Linked DNA regions of Mus musculus: region 1 is linked to region 2. Evidence: chromatin contacts called from public promoter capture Hi-C data. All regions are on one chromosome and are shown on one strand. The core of a region is the stretch at or near the end of the contact, and the rest is flanking DNA. Distances in the headings are between cores, read along the strand shown. Region 1 overlaps Herc4 (hect domain and RLD 4). Region 2 holds the start of Pbld1 (phenazine biosynthesis-like protein domain containing 1).

Region 1 (3,204 bases), core at 12-2,511, 250 kb before region 2:
CAATTTAGACAACACAGTCTAGTTTTGCATTCATTATTTTAAAGGAAGTACTCAATACTTGATGAACAATGGCAAAAGCTTTTAGAAATCCTTTTTGGAAGAGCCATTTAGAAAACTGGTTAGTTAAGCTTTCTAAGTTCTCTCCTTTTCCATGTGGGTCCCAGGGACTGAACTCCAAGTCAGGCTTCCCTTGCTAAGCTGCGCTCCCAGCTCTCTCTAGTTCTCCAACGCTGTTTCTTTGACACAGGATCTCAGGCAACTGCAGACATCACTTGAGCTCTATAGATAAAGCCCACAACTATAAAAGCTCCAGGGGGTCTGACGCATGGCATACCCTTCTGGCCTTCCGGGATACCTGTATACATTATACTCGGCACAGATACAACATACATGTAAATAAAAATCTTAATAACAAAGACTAAACTGAGCTAATACTTTAGATTATTGTCTCAGAATATACTTACATAGAAATTGTTTCTTCTTCTCTAGTGGTAATTCATGAAACACTTCCCAAAAAATTTTTATCGTGGGATGGTCTGCCCAATACTCTCCTTTGTATTCTGTATTCTAAAAGTAATACAACCTTTTTTAGCATTAAGGAGTATTCCATGAAACCTATCATGTTAAGAGTAGGAATATTACAACCCTGGCATTTTACAATGTGAAGATACTGACTCCCCAGGAAGGAAGAACAGACCCGTCACCTTTGTAAGTAAGAGTTTACTAAAATAGTGAGAGGTTTATTAAACACAAACATGGGACTGGGTAAATGTTTCTTGTACTATTTTCAGGAAGACAAATCAGAATGTTTCTACTAATTTTTTCCCCCTTTTTATTACATGTAAGTACACTGTAGCTGTCTTCAGATGCACCAGAAGAGGGCATCAGATCTCATTATGGGTGGTTGTGAGACACCATGTGGTTGCTGGGATTTGAACTTCAGACCTTCGGAAGAGCAGTCAGGTGCTCTTACCCACTGAGCCATCTCACCAGCCCCTTTCCCCGCTTTAAAACAAAAGTGTTAAGAGCACCAAGGCTTTTCCCTTTCCTTTTTTTTAAACAATTTTCTTATTAGATATTTTCTTCATTTACATTTCAAATGCTACCAAGGCTTTTCCTTTTGTAGTCCTCTCCCACCATGGTCAAGCTTAACACTGGGATTTGGTAGAAAAACAGGAAACAAAAGCCTTAATTAAGCATGGGTAGAAAGTCACTCAGTCTTGGGCTAGGGTTCCTATAGCACGCCTCCCAATCACCTCACCAGTGCCGCCACACAGTGCACTGTAGGGCAGGAGGGGCAGGCAAGTGTCTACAATAAGCACAGCAAGGAGCTATAGGAAGGGCAAAAGCACACAAGGGCTAGATTTCCAATAACGCATAGTTTTGCTTTTCCACTGACAAGTAGAGATTGGTTTTTCCTTACCTTCTCCAGTTCTTTCCAATCATAATTTGTATTCCCAATAACCATAGCTTGTAATTCATTAGGCTGGAAGAGCAGAAGAACTTTTCCTCCACAGACCTTATGAAAGCCCGCATGGAAAGCATCAAATAAAGATGCCACTGATTTATTGAATATGTAATCCACATAGGCATCAACAAACTCCTGCCTAGAAATAAAAGCCAGGCATAGATGCACAAGTCACACGCACCATTTATGGAGAATACCCAATGCTTATCATTACATTTTTGCTCCTTCATTTCTTGCTACTTTCAACTAAACTCAGAAAAATGAGTATAGAGTTCAATGGGTAAAAAGAAACCAATCCCAAGCTACACTAAACCATAGCTAATTCCTTCATTAAAAATAAACCAAACCAAACAAGCAAACAAAAACATCTTAAAGATGATCTTGAAAGAATGCTTAATAGCTATTTCTTAGAAATATATATTGTATAGATTCCTTAAAAACAAAGGGACTGAAAAATCTACTTGTTCTCAGTAGGACGGAGCTGACCCAGGGCTCTAACTCCCTCCCTCTTGCCCAGTAGTTAGGCCAGACCAGCTGTTGAACTGAGTATTTTTTGATGATTTAGGAATACTTTGAAATTATATGATAGCCAGTTACCTTATTCTGAAAGTATTTTTCTTAAGAAATAGCCTAGAAATAATCTCAAGTGCCTTATAGACAGGCTTTAAAAACAAAACAAAACAAGCCCACAGGGTCTCTCAGAGACTACTAGGCTGTCCTCAAACTCAAATCCAAGCGCTTTTGCTTCCTGAGTTTTGGGATTAAAGGCGTGCACCATTGCCTGGCACTTTCTAAGACTGAGTTTAGTTCAGCATCTGAACTGCTGTTCTGCAAAATAAACTGGTGTCTTCTGGGTATTCCAGTCCATCACTGCTTTCTCTGATTTGCTAATCAGTGGCCATCATTTCCTTTCAAACCATGTTTGCTGTTGTTTCTTCTCATTTCTCATGTTTGTTTTGTTCCTTTACTTATAGGCGATTTCACGAGCAAAGGCACATTAAACGTTCAAATGTTATGGTGTTTGTTTGTTTGTTTGTGTTTGGACTATGAGACAGGGCATCATTACATAGTCCTAGCTGGATCAGAGACAGCTGCCTGCCTTTGCCTCCTGAAGTGCGCTACCATACACAACATACAATAGTGTTTTCTTTAAGTTGTGATGTTTTCAGTAATTTAGAAAATGCCTACTAACCCTGGTCACTTCGCTGAGTCCAGTGCAATCCACTTACCGATTCTGTCTATTAACAGCAGTGTCTGCCCCGTTCAGAACCAGCTCTTTTACTTCTGTTGCACCGAAGTTCTCAACTGTGATCTAGAAATTAAAAAAAAAAAGTAGCATCTCTCATTAAATATAGTCAAAATTATGCCACCAAGAGCCTACTCACAATTTTTGGGGGACTGAGGGGGGGAGTTTGAGTTTTTTTTGAGACAGGGTTTCTCTGTATAGCCCTAATTGTCCTGGAACTCACTTTGTAGACCACACTGGCCTCGAACTCAGAAATCTGCCTGCCTCTGCCTCCGAAGTGCTGGGATTAAAGGTGTGTGCCACCACTGCCTGGCTTTTTCTTTTTTTTAAGATTCATTCATTCATTCATTCATTTATTATAAGTACACTGTAGCTGTCTTCAGACACACCAGAAGAGGGCATTGGATGCCATTACAGATGGTTGTGAGCCACCATGTGGTTACTGGAAATTGAACTCAGGACCTCTGGAAGAGCAGTCAGTGCTCTTAAC
Region 2 (3,161 bases), core at 241-2,740:
AAATCTCATTAGCAATCATTGTAATCTAAGAACTATGTGGGCTTTTTTTTTTTTTTTAATTCAGCTAACTCATTTATTTGGGGGCCGTGGCACACTTGTGCGGCCGGGGGATGACTTGGCAGGAGGAGGTTGTCTGTGTCCACTCTGTGGCTCCCAGGAATTGAACTCTGGTCTTCAGGCTTGGCGCCAAGGACCTTTACCTGCTGAGCCAGCATGGGAGCCACAAAAGAGCTATTTACAAAGGGAGAGTTTTGGCAAACTAACTTTTCCACAGAGTGGAGATCAATTCCTTGCCTCTCCTTAATTCTTTGCCGGTGCCTTATTTTCTTGATCCTAAAGAGATTTTTAATATATTTTGACAATTATTTTAAGAGAGAGAATGAATGTCTGTGTGTCAGTCAATACACTTGAGCATAGAGCCTTTGGAGATCGGAAGAGAGAAAGTGAGTGCAGACATGTCTGTGTGTTTGTGTGTGTGCAAGTGCATGTGTGTGTATCTGGGTTTGTGTGGGTTTGTGTGTGTATGTATGTGTATGTGTGTGTTTGGGTTTGTACACATGATTGCAGTGACCTCAGAGGTCAGAAGAGAGTGTCAGTCAGATCTCTCAGATCTCCGTCGGGAGCTGGAGCCACAAGCAGTTGTAAGTGTCCCACATGGGTGTGAAGAATGGAACATAAGTCCTTTGCGAGAGCAGTAGCCACTCTGAAACAATGAGCCTTCAGCCTTCGAGAGAACTTCTAAATGTCTGAGGAACAGGAAAGGTTAAAGCCAGGAAAGATGGCCGGCAGCTGTAACCCAGGCAGGCACTAAGGAGGTTGAGGCAGATGGGGTCTGAAGAGAGCTTGAGCTACGCAGGGAGCTTAAGGCCAGCCCGCCTTAGACCTTCTCCCAACCCCTATGAGAGAGTCCCTAAAGTAAGACTCAAAGGTAGCTGCGACCATATCTAGTCATAAAACTAAACTCTGGCAGCTAGAAGGAACCCATCCCCCTACGTTTTTATGTTTATTTGCTTATTTATTTTTGATTCTGTAAGATGAGTTTCTTCACATAGTCCAGGCTGACCTAGGATCTGCTATGTAGCCCAGGCTGGCCGCAGACTCATGATCTCCTGCCTTCTCCTTTGGAACACCAGAGCTGCAGGCATGAGCCCCGACTCCCAGCTGCTGCCAGGTTCCCTGCCTGGGAGCCTCTGTGGCTCTGACCCAGTCTAGGCACAGCCATTCCCTCATAACCTGAAGACATGGCCATCAGCGACGTGACACAGAACACAAGCCAAAGTGGCAAACACGCAGGACGGCCTCATGTCTTTTACAGACGTCAAGGGCTCTACACACATCTGGAAGTTCAGGCTTGGCCCTTGAGAACCGCGTACTCACGCGCTCCAGGAGGCAGACTGCGGCAGGATTGCCCCGGAAAGCTGTCGCAGTGAACGCATCTGCTATGAAGATTGGGAGCTTCATTTTCCTCGCTGGCTTTGTCTGAGGGCTCCCTGCCCTGCTCGGAGCCCGCTTCACTTCCAGCTGTTGAAAAATAAGTTAAAGTTTTACTGGTGCAGACGTGCAGTTAATGGTTCCCAGACCAAAAGCCAAACAACCGTGCCAATATGGTTACCTTTAGAGATACCAATCCTCTAACAAGTTTTAGCATTTGTATTGGATGTCCTTTGACCTTTGCAGAGTAGCTCAGTGAGGGGCAGGTAAGCACTTGCTTGGCACGCACAAAGCCCGGGCTCTATTCCCCATCGACCCTTACACAGGGCATGGTGGCACACATCTGTGATCCTAGCGCAACGAAGCAGAGGCAAGAACAGAAAGGCTCAAGGCCATCCTCGGCTACACAGGGAGTTCCAAGCCAGCCTGGGATACAGGAGACCCCGTCTCAAAGCAATAAAAGTTTACCAACTTACACAGTATATGAACATTTACTGTGCTTATTAATCTGACTGATAAAAAGCAATCATTGGGTTTTCATTGGCAGAAAACATCACGTCACCCTCTTCTTACCACATCTTAATTTAAAAAAACAAAACAAAACAAAAACTGGGTCTTACTATGCAGCCTTTATTGAACTGGATCTTAAGGCTGGCCTTGAGCTCAGAGATCTGCCTACTTCTGCCTTCCCAGTCCTGGGATTAAAGTCCCATGCCACCACAACCAACTTACCTTTTCCCCTTTTGAAATCACATAGCTGCTAGAGGAGCCCCTGGCACACCATATCTATTAAAGTGATTTAAGAAGTAATTACTGGGCTCACATCCAACTGGAGCGTGGAGGACAAACAGGAGGATTTGTTGTCAAGTGTCATCTGCGAGGACGTGTCTCCATCGACAGCAGAATCGTTCTTCTCACTGCGTTTCAGGTTGTTTATGCGGTTGTTTGGAGATTTCATTGTAAATCACCATTGTTCTATCAGATAGCAGGAGTCAGCACAGAAAGGAAACAAAGCTCCTATTTTGACACAGGTTCCCTTTTGCAAGGCTGGAATGGAGCCCAGGCCTCACACGTGACTGGTAAATGTTCTAGGTTATCTTGTTTACCTGATCTGTGGGCCCCGGGATCTTGACCTCGTTGGCCGTGACCTCTCTGTGGAACCTACACAGGTCTTCAGCCTCCTGCCCCGGCTGCTGAATAGCTAGGATTAGGCTCTGTCTCCCCCTGGCAGTGGGCTTCACAAGCTTGTGAGCCAGGCTCAGTGGAATCTGGAGACTGCAACAGGCCTGCCTTGAGTTCAAGGCCAGCCTTGGGATATGTAAAAGTAGCTTTTATTCACCTGTTGTAATTGTCATCTCAGAGGCTTACTGCCTCAGTCTGCTTACCCAGGTCTAGGCCTGGAAGCTTCTAGCTTCCATACAATCTAATTGAGGCCTAGAATGTTTTCAGCCTCTGAGACTGGCTGCTGAATAAGTTCACAACTTTCTTGTTCTCTCTGAATTCTAGCTGGCTGGTTCAACTCAGCTGTTCTGGCTCAAACTCTTCTCCCACCTGACTCTGATTCAATCTGGCTTCTTCTCAAGTCTCTGATTTTTCCCCCCTGTCTGGTGTCAAACTAACTCTGGCAATCCGTTCTAATCTTCTGACTCATTCCCATCTCTTGCTCATTCTGTCTTTACCTGTGTCTAGCTTGTTCTCTCTTTAGTCTGCCTCTGTCAAACTCTCCCAGT

Evidence for each region. Promoter capture Hi-C pulls out the DNA fragments that hold promoters and counts their contacts.
Region 1: a promoter capture Hi-C map of embryonic stem cells shows a contact between it and region 2. The contact joins the enhancer-like site here to the promoter of Pbld1 in region 2. A contact is called at or near these places in 4 of 39 promoter capture datasets (the 3T3-L1 cell line, the HPC-7 cell line, cranial neural crest and 1 more) and 2 of 9 other capture datasets (adipose tissue and liver).

Annotation. Positions count from the first base shown.
Region 1 is chr10:63,314,063-63,317,266 of GRCm38.p6, reverse strand. It overlaps Herc4 (hect domain and RLD 4), which reads right to left. Exons shown (of 25, transcript NM_026101.4): 22 at 2,698-2,780; 23 at 1,424-1,607; 24 at 465-567. Among named protein-coding and RNA genes, the nearest start is that of Sirt1, 23 kb to the left of the region's middle. Within about 2 kb of position 1,261, at least 1 of the 459 cell types and tissues checked has an H3K27ac peak or open chromatin away from gene starts, as enhancers often do. A contact at or near this core is called in embryonic stem cells, where this site is marked.
Region 2 is chr10:63,059,918-63,063,078 of GRCm38.p6, reverse strand. It overlaps Pbld1 (phenazine biosynthesis-like protein domain containing 1), which reads right to left and starts at 1,490. Exons shown (of 9, transcript NM_026701.3): 1 at 1,378-1,490. The coding sequence starts at 1,461.